2 separate regions of the Cyprinus carpio genome follow, and region 1 is linked to region 2. A link is a contact called in public Hi-C data. All regions are on one chromosome and are shown on one strand. The core of a region is the stretch at or near the end of the contact, and the rest is flanking DNA. Distances in the headings are between cores, read along the strand shown. Region 1 has its middle 26 kb from the start of LOC122145063. Region 2 overlaps LOC122145061 (adhesion G-protein coupled receptor V1-like).

Region 1 (6,467 bases), core at 3,080-5,579, 43 kb after region 2:
GAGGGTATCCGTGATGATGGTGTTATCCAGCAAGGGTCCAGTAATGTCCTTCAAGTAGGCCAACACCAGTCTCTCAAATGACTTCATGACCACAGATGTTAAAACGACAGGTCTGTAGTCATTTAATTCCATGATTTTTGGTTTCTTGGGTACAGGAATGATGGTGGAGTGTTTAAAGCAGGAGGGGACACAGCTCCAGTGATCTGTTGAAGATCAGTGTGAAGATGGATGACAGCTGGACAGCACAGGCTGGAGAGACATTGTCTAGACCTTTGGCTTTCCTTATCTTCTGTTTCCTGAAGACTTTGTGTACATCATCTTCAGAGACCTTAAGTGCAGGCTGAGAAGCAATAGGGGGAGGGAGGGGAGGGTGTTGATGGCTGTGTTGTGAGACAGTCAGAGTGGGTGTGGGGTGTGAGACCAGGCTTTTCAAATCTGTAGTAAAACTCCTTCAAACCATAGACTAAAAGCTGATTCTCCACAGTGCTGAAGGATTGGGTCTTGTAGCTGGTGATGGCTTTCAGGCCCTACTACACTAAAGCTTTTCAGAGTAGATACTCTTATCTCCCTATTCTGTGTGTATTTGGTCTGTTTGTACAAGGCTTTGTCTCCACTCCTGTAGGCATCCTCTTTGGCCTAGTGAAGCTGTTTGAGTAATTTGGCTAGTTGTTTGAGCTTTGCATTAAACCAGGCCTGGTGGAAACAATATATGTCCCTCACAGAAACTTATGTACAGTGTCATGAGATCTTCAGTCTGCAGCATTCTGTGCAGTCGAAGCAGGCTTGTAAAAACCCGCTCTGCTTCCTTAGTCCATTTCCATTACAAGTTCTTGCTTGTAAGCACTGTTGTAGGCTGGTAGAAGATGAACCCAAACAGTGGCAGTGGTGAAGTCCCAGAGCCGCTTGGGGGACCAGAGTGGTATGGCCTTTAAAACTGTGTAGCGGTCCAGTATAATTTGCAGGTGAGATTCGCTTTATTAAAATCACAGTGAATGATTATGAAATAGTCCAGGTAATGCTGCTCTGTGTGTGTGACCTGATCTGCCAGTTGTTCTTGCATCGTTATCACACTCACGTCAGGAGGACCAGTTGTTCTTGCAATCAACTTTCAGGAAATAAATGCACTCAGTAAAGGACGCAACAGAGCTCATCCAGATTGAGATCCTTTGTTGATATAAAACAGTGTCAGTGAGCTCATCCAGATTAACACACTATATTAATATAAATGTTCGAGAACACCATATTAGAAAACAAACATGACTCGGTGACGCGATCCGCTCTGAACAGCAGGAAGCCCATTAGATGAAGTGCACTGTTCGGGATGGCTCTGTTCAACCAGGTTTCCATGAAGCAAAGTGCAGCAGAGTTTAAAAAGTCCTTGTTTGTGCGGGTGAGGAATAGTAGTTTGTCTGTTTTATTTGCTAGGAGCCGAGATGAATGCCAGGTAGAGGCAGGCGAATGCAGATCTGGAGTGCAAACAGTTCCCCCATTACATAACCACCAGTTGTTATGATATGAATCTGCTCAGATTGTCTGTACCATTACTCAAATCTTCATCAGCATTTTGCATGATGGGGTAATACCTAAACTCTAGCAGCTAATCAGCTAATATCCACCAACAAGTATATGAATAACTTGGATATTCTTCAGTCTTATGTCATGCCAGGAGTCATTTTAAATTGTTGGGCAGATATATTGGATCCAGGACCTCCTTGTGTAAGTAGACGCTTACTCAGGGTATCAGATGTTATGGAAAATTAATAAAGCCAACATGTGTTCATCATTTCATCAAAACGGAAATGGATACTTGAGCACATGTGTATAGGTGTCATGAAGTGCAAAAGCAAAAAAAAAATAAAAAAAAAATTGTTTGGTTGAACTGGAATAAAAAATAATAAGAATTAAATATAAAATAAAATAACAACAAACAATTTTTTGCAAAGCATCTTATTCCCATCAATAAGCTGCTCCATTTCCACAAGTGCTTGGGTGCAAAAAGAAAAGAACACAAGGGAATTATTAAACCAAAGGTGTGGTGTGTAATTTCCGTGCCACTGTCAGCACCAAATGGAATTGCAAAAATAACATATTTCACACTGCTTGCAAAAGCAGCATAACTGCAGCAGCACACAATGTGCTTTCACATAGTACTTTCTTTAATAACCATACATTTTAATATGGTTATTGGTGCTGCTGAGAAATATTACAAACTTGATCATCATGAAGTAATTCAATTTAAATGAGGAGAATTAGCATATTTACATCTAAATGGTAATTAATCTACAAAAAACAGAACCCAAACTTGTAGAATTTAAACCTTTATGGTGCTACATAAAAGCTAATAATGATTATTTCCGAACAAATTTCCCAAACACTCCTCCAATCTACCATTGGTGAGACAAACAAACAGTCCCCCTAAACTCATTGGTTGAGCTGTTTGTCGGCCTTGCAAATTATTGCAAGTAATACCTTTCTGTAGGCCTGGAATATCCAGCGGTTTGGGCAAAAGAAACTGGGTTAGTGGTTCACGTGAGTCATTTTACCCTGGCAGCATCGACCTCACTCTCATCTTTCTCTTGCACTGTAGCTATAGCAAATCGTCAGTTTTAGCACATTTATTCAGAATACAACACAATGCAAATTTTTAACTTTTACCTCCAGCTTGCAAAAGCAGTTTAACAGATGTGTAAAGGAGTCTCAGGCAGTAAAATGTGAATGTTTGTGCGTGCATGTGTTGGGATGGTAGTGGGGGGGGGGTTCTTATAGCTGTCGGCTCCTGCTGCACCTGTTGTTTTGCAGCTCAGACTCACAGGAGGGATCAAGGCTCATCATGACTCAGGAAGAGAGGAGAAACAGAGGGTATGTGAGTCAGCCTGTTGCCTGAAAAGGAAACTCGATGGTACTAGAAGCAGAAGGAAACTTACTTCCCCTAATAAAAGAGCTGCCCAGTCCCTATTTGGTGTGATTTATTTTAAATTTTATTAATTAAAATGTTACATAACATACACATGTTTCCTGCTATAACTGAGAACATGAATTCAGTGGCATTAAATGTTTATGCATTGGGTCATTTGGTATTTATGCTCCACTAGGTGACCAAACTGCAAAAATATTGACTGTTTCCAAACAGGTTTCTCATACACTTCCCCCAAATGTCGCACAGAGACTTAGTCCTGCCCCAAAAGTCATGCCATTGCTTGAGCCAGTGAGCTGACTGCAGAGACATAAAGTTAACACTTTACTGGAGAAATCAATGTAAAAAATGTATTACTGAGCAGGGACAGTACAAATGACATCACCTTAAACATAAGATCAAGTTTAAATAGACTATATGGTTCAGTATCATAACCGAAGTAGGTACATTTAACGATTTGAAGCAGAAATTCTATTACTAATTTGATGCTATGCTATTGTGATCTGTTTGTTTTTCCAAGATTACAGTTAGCTACCTCGACTCTTTCTGCAGGTTGCAAGTTGCAAGTTGCAACAGTACAGTAAAAGCGAAAAAGGTCTTTAACACTATAGCTTGCTCTAGGCTTTTTCTATTCTATCGGTTTTCTTTTTATTTATTATATATTAAAAACAACAACAAACTTGCTACATATACTGCGTTAAGCTAACTGAGACTTGTTACAGCACTTGCGTATCATTGCTCTCTTGTTGATTTTGATTGCTTCCATTGTCCTCATTTGTAAGTCGCTTTGGATAAAAGTGTCTGCTAACTAACTAAATGTAAATGTACAGTATAGCGGCAAGTGACCATCTTTTGAGTGAGTCATTGATTCAGTCATTTTGTTCACAAATGCTGGTGATTGTGTTGAAATGTGTTATGAATGAGTCACTGAATCATTCACTCATTCAATTAAAAATACAAAATCATTGAAGAGTGATACTACTGTGTGTTGAAATAAGTCTGATTTTGTGATAATGGTGGAATCACGGTACACACACACACACACACACACACACACACACACACACATATATTATATATATATATATATATATATATATATATAATATATATCTATATATATATATATATATATATATATATATATATATATATATAATTTTTTTACCACTCTGAAAGCTTACACACTAAACTCTGCCAAGCCAGATTTATAACTATAGGCCTATCAATGTTGCTGGCCACCAAAGCAACACTGTGTTTTTGTTCCCCACCCCATCCACAAACCTCTGCAGACACATTCTCTATTTAGTGTCCTATTAATCATCCACTGATATAACAGTTGTATTTGTGCCACAGTGTGAATTGTCAACCCTTTGTACAGCACAGCCTCAGTCTCCTTATCATGAATAATTCATGACACATCACCACCCCTGAGATTTCTATACTGGTACTCTGCAAGAGTTCAAAGGTATCTTCAAAGCATGACTGAGGGAGAAAGCACAAAAGGAAACTGTACGTAGTAGATTAACTAAAGCGGCTAAATAAATAAATAAAAATGAATTCATGTTAATTAATTAATTTATAAGCTTTAATTACCTGTATTAAGCAGAATCTGTGCAGAGAAGCATTAAACATAGAATCCATTTGCCAGCACTGAAACTATACAGAAATTAATGCTGCTTACTATCATAACACTAAATCAAGAAATGAAACTGCTCACAACAGTCAGGAACTTGAACCTTTGCCCCTATAGTTTAAGAGTGGACAAGCCCAAAGTTATGCAGTCTATCCTGGGAGTCGTAAACTCAGGGACCTCAACTAGCCTGAGAAATCTCATACTATCAAGTTCCCTCCTTCTTATCCACAGCCATGCTGCAAAACAAGATGAAGCAACTGGCCTGTGCATGTCAATAGCTCAGAGAGCTCTCACAGCTGTTCCCTTCACTAGTTGTGTTTGCTTTGTTGCCATGGTCACAGATGGGTGTGAATGTTTGGGTTTTACAGTATGTTACATCATGACACACACATTTGGATGGAAAACTGAGTTTCATGTAGATTGACTTATGACTATATTATTGGTTTTATATGTCACAGTATAAAGTGAATTGAGTTTGAGAAGTTGTAAACAAGTTTTAAAAGGTGAAATAGTGCTCTAAAAGTAAAATCACAAAAATCACTTGTCTCTGCTGAAAAATTCAAGAAAACGGTTCCACTTCAGAGTCCTTGACAATCCCAGCTTTTTACAAGAATTAAAACCATACATATATGTAAAAATGTTTACATTAACCTGGATATGAATTTATAGTCATAAAATTAATAAGCAAAAATAAGTTTAACTGATTTTAATTACTGAAAATACAATTAACTGATTTCAATTAAATGTGTCCCACATTTTGCACAATGTATGTATTATTTGCATATAAATATATATCTGTTTTTTGTTGTTGTTTTTTTTTAACAAAAATGCAAAATGTAATTTGTGAATATTAAATATCATTTAATATTCATCGCTAGAGAAAACAAAATCATTTTAACCTGAGGTTGATCAACATTTTCTCAAGGTAAAGCACCTTATTTCACTGACAATAAAAAAAAAAAAAAAAAAAAAAAAAAAAAAAAATTAAAATGACATTTTTTCATGCCCCATTTTGTATAATTTGTGGAAAGTGCCACTTGTACTAGTATATACAATTTATGAGTGAACAAGATATTTTGATAGACAAAGTATCTGAGGAGGCTCTAGGTCAGTGTTCTCCTCTCCTGCTCTTGATGAGAACATTGAGAAGATGTTCAGTCAATTATCTCATCAAATCTGCTCTTTATGTGGTACAGAACATTAGGGATGACACAGGCGAAGGAAAACAGAAAGGGAATAGAGCTAACAGAGACTGAAACTAGATGCAGTGAAGATTAATAAAGGGTAAGCAGAAGATAAGATGAAATTACATCAGGAGACTTTATTTGCAATTTCCCACAAACCGGTGTCATAACAGTTTAAATAAAGGCCACAAGATATAAAATGTACCAAACACAGTTATGTGAGCATGACTGTATCTTCTAGAAGCTTTGTTCCCCTTTGAGCACGAGGCTCGTGGTAAGGAGGCACGACAGTAGGATTTGGCAGTTATTGAGAAAAGCTGAGACCTGTACAGTGTCAGCATGGACTAAATCAGCAGCTGCCATTGCTAGTAATCCCACCTCTCTGTTTGCTGGGGCCCAGGGTCAGCATGGTACAAAGGACCTGACCTGCAAGAGTCAATGGAGTAGAGGCCTAGCAGGACAGAATAAAGTGCTGGGTCAAAGCTGAGTCATCATAGATCCTAGAAGCAGCACTCGACTGCCTGCAGAGAAGACAATACAGTTGTAGACTTATGTAATACACCCGCCAGCTGCAGCTAGCTTAGCTGGGTGAGGATGTACCCAGGCATTTCACATTTCAGTGCCTCATGTTATCTTGTCCTCATTTGCCATTTGTGAAACGGCAGCCCTTAGGTTAAATATAAGATAAGATCTTTCAGCATGATAACCCAAAGCAAACTAGCAAAACAACTAT
Region 2 (6,458 bases), core at 670-3,169:
TGAAATGGAACCAGGATTAAAAGAAAGAAAAGTGCCATGGGTGTAATAATGTCCCGCTGAATGTCAGTGGTATGTGTGTATTTGTCAGTTTGTATGTGTTTATTTGTTAGTCTGAGCACTGATAGTGTAAGTAAGTCAAACATTTAGTGGGAGTTATGTGTTTCATAACAAAATAATGTTGCATAAACATGAGCACTGGACCAAATGTTAATTGCAATAATGGATAATGTTGTGAATGCTTAAGATCATTTGACTTTACTTGTCTTTTTCAGTTAACACAAATGATTAATCAGCTTAACATTCCAAATTAGAATATTTAAACTAATGTTTTCTCAGTCAGAACTGTTCTTTAAGTTCAGCGAGGATCTGAGATCTAAAATTGCTGAAATCATAAAACATTTAACAGTGCTTTTTTATCATCTCACATAAACAGCTTTTCTTTTTTCAAGGTCTTAACAAGTTTCCGTCTGAAACCAGATTGCGGAAATTAATTTAGAAGGATGTAGAAGATAAAGACTTCCTTATGAACAGCCACCCACACATCTAATATCCTCAATATTTTTTTCATGTCTTACACGTGGACATGTGAGTTACATAGCAGGAGTGGCCTTCCCACACTGACCTGCTATCTATGTCCCACAGCCATTAGTGTATATCCTTTTCTTGAGGCGCTCCACCATGATACAGTGCATATTCACGTAGTGCATGTCTGAGGCACACTCCTAAAAATGCTTTGGCTGATGAAAGTCTATGCAAAAAAAACAAAAAAAAAACACGTCAGACCTGACAGTTTGGGGAAAGCCCTGTCATGAGCAATGACAGATGTTGCTGGAAGAGAATGAATTCAGAAAGAAGAAATTATTGCAGAGATGAAGGTGGATGTTTGTGAGATATTTGTGCCTTTGGCTCCCACTGAACAAAAGTAGCTGAGGAAACACCCACGATGCTGCTGAGTCTGGAACCAGCTAGTTCAGACCGGTAGCTGTTAGAGGAGGGGGTGGGATAGGAAGTGGGGGGACAAATTGAAAGAAAAAGGGCAGTTGAGAACCAGAATGGTGTTATGAATGACACATTGAAGATTCGGACCGTCTGGTTGACGTGACTCATCTCTCACGCTCCGCTGGTGATGTAATCTTTTTGGCCAGGGCTATTATAAGCGTCCTGTGCCAAGTCAACATCAGCAGCAGATCACTGTGAGGAGCATATTGACCCTCTGAGATGTTCTTTGTTGATTCAGATTGGGTTGTTGTTTTGTTCTGTTTTGAATTTTCAAATAAACAGAAGATTTAGGAAATCCCAAATGATTATTTTTCCATTGCTCAAATGTGAAGCAGTGCAATTCAGGTTGAGCTTAAGACAGTGATGCAACTTTTTGTTGTTCTATGAATGAATCATGTAAATAGCCACTGCATGTCTAAAAACATGGTAATAACTTGATACTTTTTTGTAAGTGCAGTCATAACAATTTAACTCAGTCTAGTATAGTACATGGAAACATATAGTCATCAGAGAAGAAGATGCAAAAAACATCACCTATCAGGTGGAGCTGAGACCGATTCATTCTTCAAAACAGCAGCTTATACCACACCTTGAGCCAAATATATATCTTGCTTGTTGCTTGATGACAAACACATATGCATCCTCCAGACAGGAAACCGCCCAGCTGAGGGGAAGGCAGACAGATCTTTGCTATATTATTACCCTGCAATTTTTCCCTTCACATCACGCTGCATGTACACATTTCCGTCAGCTGGTGCTAGTAGTTGTTTGATTGTTTTGTACACAGATAATGTATATCATTGGGCTGCTCTAGATTATTTTCACACATGTTTGTTTTACACAGTACATACAGTATGTCCACAGGGCTGGTACTGAGGTTTACCTGTCTGACTGATGTGTGTGGAAATCAGCTCGAGGCCACAGACTGCTTGACTCCTTTACAGTCGGCTCTGGAAAAGGGGGAGGTGCATCTGTGACTAACACAGTATCTATATATAGTAGCACTCAAAGGTGCAGTAATGGAGTACAGCACTGGAGTAGTTCTGTGTGCAGCAGACTACACAGAAACACATACATTTACCTGCTTCTCAGGTAAATGAAAGACATCTGTGCTCATATTAAATCTTTTAAGGGAAGATTAAAAGATTTATTTTAAAAGATCACAGAAGCACATCCATTATTATTTTTTCATTAACATATTATCTATTATTATTATTTTCATCATTATTATTATTAATAGTAAGGATAATTATTTCTCTTCACATAACCCTGCATGATCTTGACAAAACAAAATGTAATAAAAGCTATTTCTAAGCTCAGTATATACTGCTGCAAGATTACTTTTATCAGGTACTCATCTAACCATTATGTTTTACAAATCAGCATCCGACACTTGAGAAGGAGGCAACAAGTTTATCGTCATTCACACTGTAGTGACATGTCTTCAATTCCATTCCCTGCCAACTTGTGTGACAGGACGTCTGCATGGTTATAGAGCGTTGTTTGACAGAAGCCCATTAAATGCTTTGTGGCTGCCCAGAGAAATTATGACTCATGTACCGTACCTTTTTTTTTTTCTCTCGCTCTCGTAAGAAAAGACATAACTACAGAGTTTGGGATTTTGTAGAAGATGTCTCAAGGACAGTGACATACATAAAGCAGACACATCATTCACAGAGCCACTGGTGTTGTTTCATATTGATTTGTCTTTCAATAAATGCTTTTTAACTAAAGCAGTTTACTGCACATGTTGAAGTAGCTTTCACTCTGCAGCTCCTGGCTGGGCTGTCATTCCCACTTCAACATGCATAGTTCCCCAGTCATCTGCCTGTCAGTCAAGACATAATGTTTTTAATGCATGGTGTATAGCTATTTTAAGCTCAGTATCTTCCTCCGGGTAAAATATATCTGTAGAGACTCCAAGTCAACTGTGAATATAGTTTCAAAAATATTGTTTACATTTACATTCCCAGCTGCTTTCTCACCATAGCAACTTTGATGTTTTCATGTTTGAATATTTTGTTTCAGTTATTTAAACTGGTAGCATGAAGTGCAAAAACAAATGTATAATTTATATAATATTTTTTTTTTTTTTTAAATATTAATTTGTAAGCTCTGCAGAAATATCTAAACACCCTTTAAAACATGACACATTTACCTGAATTTAACTGTTTTTTTGCAGATAATTTAAATTTCAATATGGATGTATTTTGTTTTGTTCCATAGATGTTGGTAGATAGATGACATACTTCTTTTGATACAAATGAGGTTATGAGAATTTATTATTATTATTTATTTTACATAAACACATATTTTACGTCCGTCATACAACCATACAAGGAATAGCTATTGTCTGTCCTCTTGGGCATTAGGTCAGATAAGAAAGGGACGTTGTCTGTCATCAGAAAGCTGATAATGCTGCTGTGAGTGACTCATCTCTCAGTCTTCATGATGACAGCCCTGACACGGCTCTGTTTCTATGTCTCATCATATCATTTTTACTCTGTATATCTCTAGAATGTGTCTTATTCCAGACAGATTTTTCCCCCCACTTTCTCATAAACCTCACTAAATTTTTTGTTTCTCATTTTCTAACATCCATTTTCGTACTGCTCATTTATACTAAATGTCGTAAAATCAAGTTGTGAATTAAACAGATTAGACAGTTGTTGTACAGGTGGTTTTTAATTTTACCTCATGGTGATATGAGTTCATGAACTGTTCTGCACACATGTACTGTTTACACCCATATTGTTTATGGTACAGTGCAGTGCAGTACATCCGTCCTATAAACACAACGTGTATCAGATTGTATGGTCTATTTTCTGACACTCCCTGTTATGGGTTTGAGTGACTGCACTGAAAGGGTAAGTAGATCCACATTATCAAGTGCATCTGGTCTTGAGGGCTGTCTCCAGGTCCCAGACACAGGGTCCTCTAATCTCCACCGTGGCTCTTTATCAGCCATCTTCATTCTCAAGCCTTTGAATGAATCGCTGTCCCCCAACCAACTTTTGTTATGTCATTGGAGGCCATGCATTTCACATGACAGAGGTGCTGATGTCTTTTTAATCAGGAACCGTTAAGCCGGAGCTACGTTGCCTGTATTTATACACATTACTGCAGGATAAAAGGTTGCCTAGGGGCCAGTGATAAGCTTGTTGTAGATTGATGTATGAACTGAATGGGTTGTTTGTGATGAACTGAGTTAGCTGCTACTTTAAGCTTCAGAAGTCTTTCTGAATGTCTCTTTTGTTACTTAAAACAGCGGGATCAATTGTGGACCAGAGAATCATCCAGAAAGCTTATTAGAGGAGGGGGGATGATGCCCCTGCCATCAGCAGTTAGTGTTACTGGTGTGGTCGTCTGAGTGGGTGTACGTGAGCAGATCATATTAAATGGGAACCCGATCGGATCCCCTCCCTGTTTACTCACCCGGGTGTGCGCCCCAGGGACGACTACAGGAACAAAAACATGGGCTTTGCCTCGGTGTGCATTAATGAAGGTATCACTGAAGAGCCTGTAATGAGTTTCTAGTTTGAATGCGATTGAGTATTTTTACTGTGACACAGAAGAAGCTTTGTGAAAAACTGAGCCTTTGCTAAGCCGAGCCATAGTTAATGTTTCCATACGTCATTTTTTTTTCAAGCTTTTTCCTTTTCTAATTATTTTCTTTTGGTATTTTGGTAGCATAAGGTTACGAGGGATATGTGTGTCTGAATAGATAAATAGTTTTGAATTAGTTAAAAATAAATAGTTCTCAATTTTGTGTAATGTATACAATGTTGTTGCTGGGTCACATAAAATAATGATATTCATAAAAAAGTTAGGTATAATATATAGTTTGTATATATAACTACATAAAATAATAATAATTTTTCTACTTATTAAAATAACTTTTTTTTTTTTTTTTTTTACTTTAATATTTTAAATTGGAGTTTATTCCTGTGATAGCAAAGCTGAATTTTCATTGTCTTCATTGTCACCTGATCCTTCAGAAATCATTCCAATATGCTGTTTTGGTGCTCAATAAACAGCATTTGTTTGAAATAGAGATCTTTTCTAGCATTATTAATGTCTTTGCTGTCACATTTGATCAATTTAATGTGTCCTTGCTCAATAAAAGTATAATTTCTTTCAAAAAAAAAAAAAAAAATATAGAAATTATTTTATATTATTTGTTCCGAAAATCTTGTTTTTGTGTTAGTCCTGTTCAACAATAAGTGTAAATATCACACAGACCCAAAAATGATTTGAATTAACCTCAAAGATAACCTTTACTATTGTAAATTGCAAAATGTAGCTCACAAACTAAAATGATGACAGACTATGAAGTAATATGTTTGGGCGAATATGTTTTTTGTCTTTATACGAGCTTGTTTATTTATGAGATTATACCATGACCCACACATACAGTACTGAGCTTTTTTTGGCAGCATTACCACATTTCCACGCCAGCTCACTACTACCCAGAATCAAGCTTCCCAGCATGCACCTGATGGACACTGCACACTACGGACATCCCTGCCCTCTTTTCCTTCCTCCCTCTCACACCACTTGCTGTCCTCTTGACTTTTATCCCAATAGTGCCTTATTTAATGCCATTCCGTCTGTAATGACTCCACATTTCCCTTCACTCAGCAGCCAGAACTGGTTTTCCACAGGCACAGTTTCCCCTCAATTTGGATTTCCCAACAGGGATGCTCAGTTTAGTTGAAAAACACTGTGTTGTTTGTATTGAAAGGGTCACAGTATTCACAGACCTGACCGTTACCTAGTGCCCTGCACATGAGAGTTGTCTGCCAGTTTTTCTTTGTGTCCACAAATACAGTTCTGAGAGGTCGCAGACAAGGTGAAACTACCCAGTTGTTTTTGTTTGATAAGGTTTTGCACTGTTCCTGAAGTGTACATTGGCCCATGGACTTGGATTGTGTCTTGTCACACTAAAAAGGATCCAGGTGGTTAACTGTATAGGATACTAGATTCTAAGGTCAGCTGTCAGAATGTTAATCACATAAAATATATACTGTTTATCATGTGTTGTGTCCAAATGTCTTGAAATTATGAAATTATCATTTTGGAAAAAAGCAAGATTTAAAGAAAATGTAATGTGATTAATGTAATAAGTATATTTATTATTATTATTATTATTATTATTATTATTATTATTATTATTATTATTATTATTATTATTATTATTATTTTATGAAGCTGTCTGCACTTCTTAAACACTCAGTAGGCACACACAGAATGATTTAAACTGTTGCTCTTTACAACTGTCCATTCTGCAGTGTGATTTAACATTCAGCTCTTCAAATATTTATCAATAATATTAATGATTTAGGAATAGTCTTAGACATTTGAGATGCTCTTCTGGGACTCAGTGGTAGAACTGAATGCTGGGAGTCATCTGAATGTGTGTTTTTATTGCTGTGTGTGTACCGGATGTATGAGGACTC

What was found. A called contact is a pair of places that touch in the nucleus more often than the background predicts.
Region 1: a contact with region 2 is called in a Hi-C map of skeletal muscle, with 5 times the contacts expected there. The contact joins two enhancer-like sites. A contact is called at or near these places in 6 of 8 Hi-C or Micro-C datasets (liver and skeletal muscle).

The regions. Positions count from the first base shown.
Region 1 is chrA5:26,383,907-26,390,373 of ASM1834038v1, forward strand. No RefSeq gene overlaps it. Among protein-coding and RNA genes, the nearest start is that of LOC122145063, 26 kb to the left of the region's middle. Within about 2 kb of position 4,330, at least 2 of the 8 cell types and tissues checked have an H3K27ac peak or open chromatin away from gene starts, as enhancers often do. A contact at or near this core is called in skeletal muscle, where this site is marked.
Region 2 is chrA5:26,343,277-26,349,734 of ASM1834038v1, forward strand. All of the region lies in intron 3 of LOC122145061 (adhesion G-protein coupled receptor V1-like), which reads left to right. It overlaps LOC122145063 (a long non-coding RNA gene), which reads right to left. Exons shown (of 3, transcript XR_006160094.1): 2 at 1,883-1,949; 3 at 1,547-1,663. Among protein-coding and RNA genes, the nearest start is that of LOC122145063, 14 kb to the right of the region's middle. Within about 2 kb of position 1,920, at least 2 of the 8 cell types and tissues checked have an H3K27ac peak or open chromatin away from gene starts, as enhancers often do. A contact at or near this core is called in skeletal muscle, where this site is marked.